Regions from separate parts of the Rattus norvegicus genome. Here region 1 is linked to region 2. A link is a contact called in public Hi-C data. All regions are on one chromosome and are shown on one strand. The core of a region is the stretch at or near the end of the contact, and the rest is flanking DNA. Distances in the headings are between cores, read along the strand shown.

Region 1 (5,034 bases), core at 2,364-4,863, 150 kb before region 2:
TATGGGTATAGATGTATATTCAGAAAGCAGTTGGATATGATGTCAGTTTAGTAGAATAGCCATAATGGGTTTGTCCCTGAGGCCCATGACTCAGCAGCCATGGGTACTTGACCAGCTTTACGCTACCAGGCATACATTTCCTCCTGTGTTGCAAGCCTTAAATCCATTCAGAAATTGTTAGTCACCTCCATGATAATCATAGCACTATTGTACCTATGGGCTTATCTTGCCTTGCCAGTCATTATTAAAGCCCACCAAGTTCAGAGTTTAGTAAGGCTGTTGTTAACTTTTCTCTTCCAGCACTTTCGGATCCAATGAAAGCTAGCGAGGAGACAGGAAGCTTCCAGTAAGTACCAGCCTGATTTCTCCATGTCCTGTGACCAAAATGTGACAGTATCCAACAAGAGGTTATCATCAAACTCCTGTGGACAAAGGAAAACAATGGCAATGACTTATGTATCTTTGGAAGTGTCTAGGACACCTCCCACAACTTGAGGAGGGGTATCTTTCTCGCCTTACAAAAAGCAACTGTTCCAGGTCTGTCCTAAGAAGGCACTAAAACCATAACCAAGCTTCCTCAAGTTTCATCTTGGCTGATTTGTCCAGAGTGTAGTGCCAGGGTCACGTTCAGCCAGCCGTAAGACTTCATTCACTAAATGTGACAGTGTTTCTCTGTAGTGTGGTGAAATGGGACACTCAGGCACTTTGAATGGTCCACATGATGTTCAGAAAACAGAGACTGCTGTGAGGGAAAAATAAGCCAATTCTTGGGGAAGCAGAGATGGAGGGATAAAAGGGAAATTAGGAGTTTCTGCCTCCAGTTGGTTGTGAGGCCCAGTGGATGCCTATTCTACCACAATTTAACTTTCCAACCTTTCTATTAGGAGATAGTTAATAGACAAAGGTGCCCTGCCTTTCTTCACCTGAAAAATTAATGTATCTTTCTTCAGAGAACGAATTAACAAACAAGGGTACCCAGTTTTGAATTCAGGAAAAAAAAAACAAAAACAAAGACAAAACTAAAAGCATCACTGAGTACATTTGTGGACACTCCAGTACCGAAGCTAACTCAAGCGCCCAATCAGATACGCTACTGCTTAGGCTAATTAGTTTAGACAGCCAAGGAGTCCTAACTTTTTTATATCTAACCCTTTTCAGGCTAAGAACTCTTTGCTGAAATCAATTTCATGTGACTTGATTTCTAACCTGTTAATGTCATTGATTTTTTAAATATACTGATTTTTTCAAAATCATCCAAGATACACAGAATTTTTAAAACAAAGGTTCAACCTCCTCAGAAATAGAAAGACTAAAGTTCATCTTTGATCTAGACATGCACTTCTATTAATCAGCTCCAAAGTCCAGGTTACTAGCATATGTCATTAATGACAAATTTTTAGTTTATAGCCAGCTAAATATATTAGTCCTTTTCACACTAGCTTTTCTTAAAACCGAATCTTGGCAGCTTTACATTATATAGCCTGAAAGTTAGGTAACAATTCTTCCCATAAGTCTTATGTTGACAAAGTTTTATTCTCTGACAGTGTGAGAAACTAGTCCTATTTAGCAGTCTTGTCTAAAGGAATTTAACAATTCTACATTCTTAAATGGAGTACAGATGTCTATACTACATATAAGAATCAACTAAGTAAACTTATGTAAAATAATCCTCAACCTCGATCCGTTAATATTCAAATAAGAAAAACTAGAAAATTCCAATGGCTAAAGAAATGATATAGCAAATAAAAGAGACACTCAGGGTTGAGGTTTTGACTTTTACTGCCCATTGTAATGTTAAGTGCAAACCTGCAAAACCTGGAACCCTGCCCCAGTTTAAATCTGATTGGTGAATAAAGATGCTGAGAGCCAATATCTGGGGAGAAGAGACATAGGTGGGGTTGAGGCTTAGAGAGAGAAACCTACAAGGAAGGAAAAATAAAGAAGGAAACAAGAGGCCATGGGAGAAGAACATGGAGGAGGGAGAGAGAGAGCTGACATGGGGTAGAAACAAAAGAAATATGGCCTGAGTGGCTAGCCAATTGGAGCAAAGAACAGCCCAAATAAAACACAGTAAATAATAACTCGTTGTTATCAGTTAAAAAAAATAGATTCCAACAACATGGAGGGTAGGCAGCTGCCTGGCTATTGTACTGCCTATGGCATATATTAAAATATAAAGTCTCTGTGTCTTTCATCCAAAAACATAAATGTCTAAGGTGGATAAAAACCTCATGTCAAGATTTATTAATAATTATTTGCTACAATTCAGACAAGGCATTTAAAAATGGTAGATCATTTACTAGACCACCGTTTACCCCTGAGCAGCCCAAGATCTTATTTCTGTACAAATTTTTATATTGCTTAGAGATCTCAACACCAAAGAATCACATATCACTCAGAGAAGGTTTCCAGAGACTAACTTTAGAAAAAGTTACAGGACACTTGGTTTGAATTTCTGAGAAATCTCCCATTTTATTTTAGATCTTGGTTTTAATCTGGTGTATTTGGAGAACAAGAATGATGGTAGAGCCATAAAAAACTGATCCCTGAGCAGGTAGATAGGCTGTCTGAACTGGTCCCGATACTGTGCTTCATTTTAGTGAGTCTATTTTTATCCAGGATGGAAACTTAGTCAATCTTGTCAACACAGCAAGCGGAGGCCCACTTCTCTTTTATGTTATGAAATACATTTTTAACAGCAGATGAATATCATACTAATGCCAATTCATTAACGTCCCAGGAGAAGCTCAACTGCTATATAGCCAGGAACTCTTGAGTCACTCAGAGTAGCATACATACTCCCCTGAGAGGCATCCTCCATGGATCTTTAAGTAAACACACTCCAGGAGCAGAGGAAAGAAGTAAAGACGAGGAATGACCACAGGAGCACACTTGGATGAGTGATTCAGTGAGAGGCCAACACCTTGATTTCAGTCTACACAGAGAACTTAGCCAGCACTGCCCCTGACTCCTGACCCACAGAACTGTGAGCTGTTAATGAATGTTGGTTTCAGCTGCTCAGTTTGTGAACACACTGCAACGGAAACGAACCACACCTATCAACCAAGCTGGCTGCATTATTCCCCTACCTGTTCTTCAACTTTCTATTGTATAGATTTTCTTGAATTAAATGCATGAATAAAATTAAAATAGATAAGTTAATACTAATTCAAACAAAATGTCCAGTGTTTATTTTTTTAAAGCCATTCTTCTAGTCCCTCAAGTAATAAATACGTCACCAACTAGACTCCATGCCATATAGGAAATTTGAAGATTTATTTTTATTTTCGAATTATGGGTATGCATGAATATCTATGTGGGGGTATGTGCATGTACATGTGGATGCCTGAGGATGCCCTGCAGTTGCAGGGGGTTGTGAGCCACCCACTATGGGAGCTGGAAACCAAACTCAGGCCCTCTGCAAGTACAGGCCCTCTGGCAGCAGGGCCTACAGGTCTGTACGTTGTAATCCCTCTCACTGACTCTAAGGCACACTAGATAAAAGTCACTAAAGCTCACATGCTGAGGGGACACTCAGATTATACAGCTGGAACTGAGTACAATCTTTTCTGGCTGACACTCCGTCTCCATGGGAATGTTTATCTTGCTGTTTACTTTCCAGTCAAATCTGCCCTTTGGGATCATGCTCTTCAAGACAACTGTTGAAAATACCCTGTGGCATAACACTACTGACTTCTGAGTAAACTAAGTACACCATCATTCCCCTCACTAGTGAGAAGCTCCTATCTTGTTTACCTGTGGTGTGTAAGTTTCCCTAGTATGTGGCTCCCTCCCTAAAGAATAATATGATATATTTACATAGTTTTTAGCTATGTATTATCCCTCTGAAGTCTTAACCCACAGAATTTTGGCAGTTTCAAGAGCTAGTGTTTGCCTGGAAGTGAACATCTATCCTCACTACTCAAAGAAAATCCGATGAGTCATGCCAGAAAAGCCAGGATCGAATGAGCTCTCAAGAGACCCAAGGTGGGTTGTATGGTCTGACACAAGTCAGTTACTTCAGGACTTCAGTTTGCTCACTGGTGGAATGAAAATCCCAAAAAAGTGGTCTGTAAGATCCACTGCGAAGAGATCTTTCTGTAGTTTTCCCCCAAAGCAGACCAGTGCCTTGAGACCATGAGAGAAAGGTTGGAAATAGCAGGCAGTTCTATGAGTGGCTTGCTTCACCTCATCCAAGAGAAGACCTCATAACTAGGCAGTTATATTTGGTGTAAAAAAAATATTTCAATGACAAACTACTTGCTACATTTTAAAACAGAGTTACTAAAAGTATCTGGAGTTTAAAATTCTTCATGTTGCTGAGAATAAGAGAATTTCTTGCTTGACAATAATATATTTTTACAAAGTTGTTTCCTTAAAGAACAGAGACGAAGAACAACATCTCTAAGCCCTTCACAGTGACTCCTGCACAGCTGTCCAATATGATGTGACTTACAGAAGATACAATGGCTGAGGAGCTTTGGGGCTCCATTGAGCGTTTCCTTATGTTACCTTTTCTGAAGGTCTGTTTCTCTAGGGAAATGTTTAAGCAATACAAAAAAAAATAATATTAAGTTCCTAAAGGAAGGAAGCAGTGTCAGTTTGTGGGGGAACCTGGGAACAACTAATGCCGGACTCACATTCTAGGTCTGCAATATCATATCCAAGCAGTTCCAGCCGTTTGAAATCATTTAGACCCCACCGACCCTTCCCAACCAGTGACAAGGACTTCCACTCTTAAGAAGTTCTATGGAGTTTTCTAACTGTTCACAGATTCAACTTAACATTCTATCCAGTGGATACTTATTGACCTCCTCTCATACTCTCCAGGCACTACGGTGGGAACTTGGGCATTAGCTGTGATGCCAGGACACAAGCGGCTTACATTTCTTAGATGGGAGATGGCTGAACACACTGCTAAATAGGCAATTCTATCATTTGATATAATGGGAATTCAAAATTTTTTTTAAAAAAAATTGTATCAACTTTTAACCTACGAGAAATGGCATACAACCAACTTTGGGTTTTAAAGTA
Region 2 (5,734 bases), core at 1,105-3,604:
GGAGTGTGAAAGAGGTGTGACGTGTGGAGCCAGGGTTAAGGCTCAGTGGTAATGTGTTCTTGGCTCGTACAATGCACTGGTTTCAGTCCCATGAATCAATAGCCTATCACAGGGTGGGTGTGTTAACAGGCCTTTGTAATGTACACAGCCCAATGAGTCACATTTGTGAGCTGTATCAGTGAAGAACTTATTCTACTACTGCTGTACAAACATCCTTGCAATATCTCATGGCATTTCCTTGAGAATTAGTCCTGGAGGCAATCGATTCCCTGTACTACTTTATATCTCGTTTACATTTTAAGTCTGTCACTGAGATTCTAAAAGACAGCCGGCTATTTAAAAATGAAGAATAATCTACAAACCACAGGAAATACTTAAAAGGTTATAGGAAGGGCTAGACCTGCCCATCAAAAAAGCAAGCATGTGTAGAAAGTAAGCACACAATATCCCATGGTTGTTTTGAAGGGAAATAACACCCACTCCTATATACTACGACTGACCTGAGTGTCCAAAAGACACTCAAATGCCATATTTTTACATCACTGTTGCTTCTAACCAGAATGTTCTTTGTCCCAGTCTTCACATTCTGGAGAGAGCAGTTCCCTCAAGAGGGCAAGGCTCTGCAACTTCATTGGTGTACCCTGGCTGCTCCACAAAAACCATCACTTCGAGTTCAGCATGTCTGCCCCAAATTGCCCAATCCTTCCACTATTTCTAATACTACAAAGCAGCTTCCCAGAAACCTCATGTTAGGATCAAGCAAAACAATTTGGTGTCATCAGCAGATTTCACCATTTCCTCTTAGACTCATTAACACGCCAAACAAACATGATTCTGGTGTCAACTCTCGGAGTTACTACCATGACTACCATGAATCTTTCTCTTCAAATGAAGCCAGACCGTTCTCTGCTACTTAGTGATTCCCATCATAGAACTAGAATGTGTTTATTTACTAGCGGTTAAATTCTGATGGCTATTTTCTAACTGAAGGTTGCAAAATGCATTACAAAAGTAAGGGGGTGGGGGGAGTGTCCCAAAGGAAAGGCCCAAAAGGCAGCAAAAAGAAACAGCTCCCAGCTGAGCAATTTACCCAATCACTCAAACATCCCCAGACTCTTCTGGTTCTCAAACTACAACACAATTTTGACCTTTCCTCTCCAATTATTTATTTCTTTATAGTTATATGAGAGACCACTATTAAACACACTTGAAAATTCTGCAGGAATGATAACCAGTAGATTCAGTTACTTTATTAGATTTTCTTCCCTTTAGTGCATTGAAAGAAAAAAGGCAAACAGCCCTTCTATAGAAAGTAAAGATCCAAACAGTTTTACACCCAAATGATGGACAGCACAGAAAACAACACTTGCCCGCCCTCTTTCACTCAAGGGCAAGTCCACTTGAAGCTTTATCCTGCCTCCCCAGCTTATATCTGCCATTACATTATAGGAGAAATGTGAAAATTAAAGAAAACCAGGCTGACAAGGAAGCAACACTGTCCTTATGCAATCTTCCTCAGAGCAGCAACATTCTAAATGCCTCTCTCACCTGCCCCATTCTAGCAGACCCCCATCCAAAAGGTGGCACTGTACCACATCACATTCACCCTGTTTTAAATGACAACTTCTTGTGTGAGATCATAAGGTTAGCAGACACAATGGACACCACCATCACTGACATCGCCCTCAACCCTCACCCACAGCCCGAGATGGTCTAGGGATCATTATAGTTCTGGATGCATGGACTGAGGGAGGAGCAGAAGAACAATGGCGAGAAACTAAAAGATCTCATAAAGTGCAGTGGATTAGCAGGCAGAGCAGCACTGAGCAGTGCTCCCTTTGCCTATCTTGCCCCACACAAAATCAAGTCAAATTATTCCCCTTAAAGAGCCAAATTTGTCAAAGACTTTTAGACTTCATGTCTAGCAGCACATGAAGTGAACGGGAGGGTGTCAGGTAATTTATAGTCCACCAATCTGCTCAGGCCACCAGTGAACCACACAGCTGAAAAAGTTCACCACATCCAAAGTCAAACTCTGCTGGGATCAGAAGAATACTCATCAAGGGGCTGCACTCGGACCTCATTATGACTCCATGTTATTTTAATACTGTTCCTTGGATTTTGCCCCACACACAATTCCCAAGTCACAGAAAGACCATGAACAGTGTCCAGATGTATAAAATGCAAAAATACTTTCCTCCTACTTGTGGACTCCAAGATAAACACCACAAGAAGCACGTGTGTCTAAACTTGGAGCTCGTTCCAAATTAAATACTGCATCATGTGCACAGTGTATGGCTTAAAAAACAAAACCCCACGAATATCCTACACGGTTCATGAGCCAGGCTCGGGCAAGCACATGACCACACTGGAAGAAGGAAACATGAATCGGAGAGCCAGGGTAAAGGGTGAGAACAGACTCTGTCAGGACCTTTCCCAGAAAACTGTTGCTATTTTCAGGGAACATCTGTATAACACGGGACACAGATAAAAGGGGAAATCATACTTTTCTGTTTGGCTGGGGGTTTGCCGTTAGTCTAAAACTGCAAAGATTTCAAAAGCCCTAAGTAGACAAGCACAAACATCATTACGTACAGATACACATGCACTCGCTGAGGTAATGAATACTTAAATGTCTGGGCTTGGGGGCAGACCAGCTAGAATGCTTTTGACCTGGAAGCTGGGTCTGAGTGGGGTACATGGAAATTTGGGGGCAAACGCACAGGATACAGACCATGGGAGAGTGAGTTCCACATCAATGTTGTTGCGTTTCCGAGATTACAGTGGGAGGCACAACCCTCCTTTTGTTAGTCTACCCATCTCTTTCTACTTTCCATACTTAAGTTTTTATTAAGTTTCCTTCACTGACTGTAACTTTTTTTTTCGGAGCTGGGGACCGAACCCAGGGCCTTACGCTTGCTAGGCAAGCATGACTGTAACTTTTACAGTAAAAAAGTGAATGGCTATAAAAAGTGGGAAGATAGGAGACAATAGTTTGGCTAAGCCAGAGTCTTCAGTATTCTCTCCTGCAACTTAGCAAAAGCAAAAGCTCTGAAAAAATCCAAGTTGGAATATATTCAACTAGCAAAATATCATGGCTTCAAAAAAATAAAACATTTGATAAATGCAAAAGAACACACACACATACACACACATATACACACTGTGTAGGTTATAAGGTATAGCTATGGAATGCATGCCTATGAACCTGCCAACTATTTTTTTTAATTTGCATTTTTCCTGTCTGAAAAACTAGTAATGTAACTCAGTGGCAGAATACTTGCCTGACATGTCCAGGACCCTAGGTATAATTCTCAGCCATGACAAAGGAAGATGGAGGTGGGCAGAATATTTCTAATCTGGTAATTTGCTGTGGACTAAAATTTTACATCTCTCCCAAAATTCTCTGTTGAAACCCTAGTCCCTGGGATGATGGTATTTGTCTATGAAGTTTTGAAAGGTCCCTAGCTAGATTAGGTCTCAAAGGTGGAAATGCCATGCTGGGAACAGACACATCAGAGCACGATCACCAAGAGGGGACCCTCACCAAGCAGCCAACCCCATCAGACACTGGTCTCCTACGCTCAGTGACTAGAACATGCAGAAGTGAATGTTATTGCTTACTCTGCATAGATGCTGCCCTACAGTAGTCCTAGCAGACAAGACACGACAGCAGCAGCAGAAGCCATCTTCCCACAGGGGAATGTATTCTGAATTTGTGCATAAATTTCACTTTTGCCTTTTAAAAAAGTTGATTTGGGCCACAGCTATTGGGATTTCTTTTAAGGAATCTTGTGTCTGGTAAGGGATCTACACAGCCTCTATACTACAGACGCACAATTGTCTGCTCCATTTCTACAGCTTCTTCCCCAGGGCAATGTGACGCATATCACATGTTGGGTACAGACATGTACCTAAAATGAGTTTGCTGCCATTTCTCCCGTGTTCTCTGTTGTCTGTGCTTCATACTGAAACAGGATTCTAAAAGAGAAAGCCTTTACCTCAGCATGGTTTTTAAGTAATTGCCTCTGTAGTCTCAGCAAGTCTATGTCCCTAAAGACAAGGAACGTGGCTGACTTGCTCTAAGTTCATAGCAACTGGCTGAGTACTAAGTCAGTGTTTCTCAGCTAATCTCTCAACTTACAGCCCAAATGCCTCAGATGCTTCACAGTCAGAGCTGATCAACAGCAAATACAGATCCTTTGATCACTGCTTTTCTTATCTAAGACACCTCTTCCTATCCCCAGGCCCATGTTTACCAATTACCTCCCTAGCCTGCAATCAATACAATAGCCATCTCACCACCTCATAACACCAGATAAAACACAGACCATTTCCTTAGTCACACACCGCTGACCTTTAGTCCGGACAAGCACACATTCACACATGAAAGTTTAGTTTGAGCTATTCTTAACCACAAGTGCTAACAGGACATTACGACCATAAAAAGGGGGTAGGGTTACTGAAGAACAGCATCACTACACAGCAGACTATACACAAACTGGTAAACTGGAAGGGACAGCCCTGTGACTTGGCAGCAAAGAGTTCCACTAGCATCTTAGCATCTTTACATTCTCTACTGAACAGTCTCTTGGGGGCTGTGTTCTAAAGGAACCCTACACCCTCAATTATGTCAGCCTTATGCAACACTCTCTCAGTTACAAATTTCTCCAAGGAGCAAAACTGACAGTGCCATTTCAGACTCTAAATAAGGCTGCAGGAACCCCCTCCCAAAAAATCATTATCGTAACCTTCCCTGACTCATGCCTTCACTGCTTAAAGCACATGACTAAAATGGTAAGCTAAGATATCTTCCTGGGTGTGGACAGGAGTCCAGGAGAAAGTGCCTGAAGAATTTAAGCAGGACACAAGACTCCAATCAAAGGGTATCTGTCGCTCTTCTTTTTCCCTTCCATCCTCCATCCCTCTCTTCTATCATGTTTGATTTTGAGGCAGGCTCTTATTATATAGTCCAGGCCAGTCTTAAATTCACAATCCTCCTTCCTGCCTCAGGCCCTGGAGCAGCTGTAGTCACACCACCACACCTAGCTGAAGGATTGAAAATAGGTACATTTTAAAGAACTGCAGCACACCGCAGGCTAGTCACAAAGCCAGTATCTTCTCACATAGCACAACTGAAAAGCCAGAGTCACAAGTCCACACTGAGCATCACGCTGGCCAAGTTGAGGGGAAGATCTTGAGGGAAAAGAACAACTTCTTCAAAGGTCTGTTAACAGTCAACTGCTAGGGCAAAAAAGGAGGAAGCACTCATTGTGCCTCTAACTAGCCCGCCACATCCAATCCTTATTTACATAACATAAACATTAAACATATCCTGATTGCCACTGTGTTTGGACATCAGGCTAAAGGTGTGGCAAGGGGGACCAGGAAAAGCTGCCTGAAATATAACAAGAGAGTGGCCAGTGGGTAGACATGATCACACCATGTCAGTGTGCAGTTCCACACGCATCACAGCAACCCAGTTACTAGTGGGAGACATGACCACTCACACCACGCCAAAGACACATTCCACTTTTCCCACCTACCCAAGCCCATTAAAATATGAACCTAAGTGACAGTCTCAATACTCTTTTGCACCTAAAGGAAAGGAACAGCAGCAGCAGCTATGATACTGACTACCTGTAAGGGAATGTCTCTGAGGATGTTGACTCATCATTCCTGCTAGAACTAGTTTGTCCTTCACTTAGCAACATTTCTAACAGTATCTCTTGCC

The links. Hi-C and Micro-C count contacts between places; a contact is called where the count stands out from the background.
Region 1: a Hi-C map of liver shows a contact between it and region 2, with 2.2 times the contacts expected there. The contact joins two enhancer-like sites. A contact is called at or near these places in 4 of 12 Hi-C or Micro-C datasets (the A7r5 cell line, kidney, liver and 1 more) and 1 of 1 datasets of contacts at active chromatin or transcription factors (oligodendrocytes).

Annotation. Positions count from the first base shown.
Region 1 is chr6:104,040,675-104,045,708 of GRCr8, reverse strand. The region is part of intron 7 of Rad51b (RAD51 paralog B); the gene reads right to left. Among named protein-coding and RNA genes, the nearest start is that of Rad51b, 210 kb to the right of the region's middle. Within about 2 kb of position 3,613, at least 3 of the 93 cell types and tissues checked have an H3K27ac peak or open chromatin away from gene starts, as enhancers often do. A contact at or near this core is called in liver, where this site is marked.
Region 2 is chr6:103,893,576-103,899,309 of GRCr8, reverse strand. The region is part of intron 7 of Rad51b (RAD51 paralog B); the gene reads right to left. Among named protein-coding and RNA genes, the nearest start is that of Rad51b, 67 kb to the right of the region's middle. Within about 2 kb of position 2,354, at least 12 of the 93 cell types and tissues checked have an H3K27ac peak or open chromatin away from gene starts, as enhancers often do. A contact at or near this core is called in liver, where this site is marked.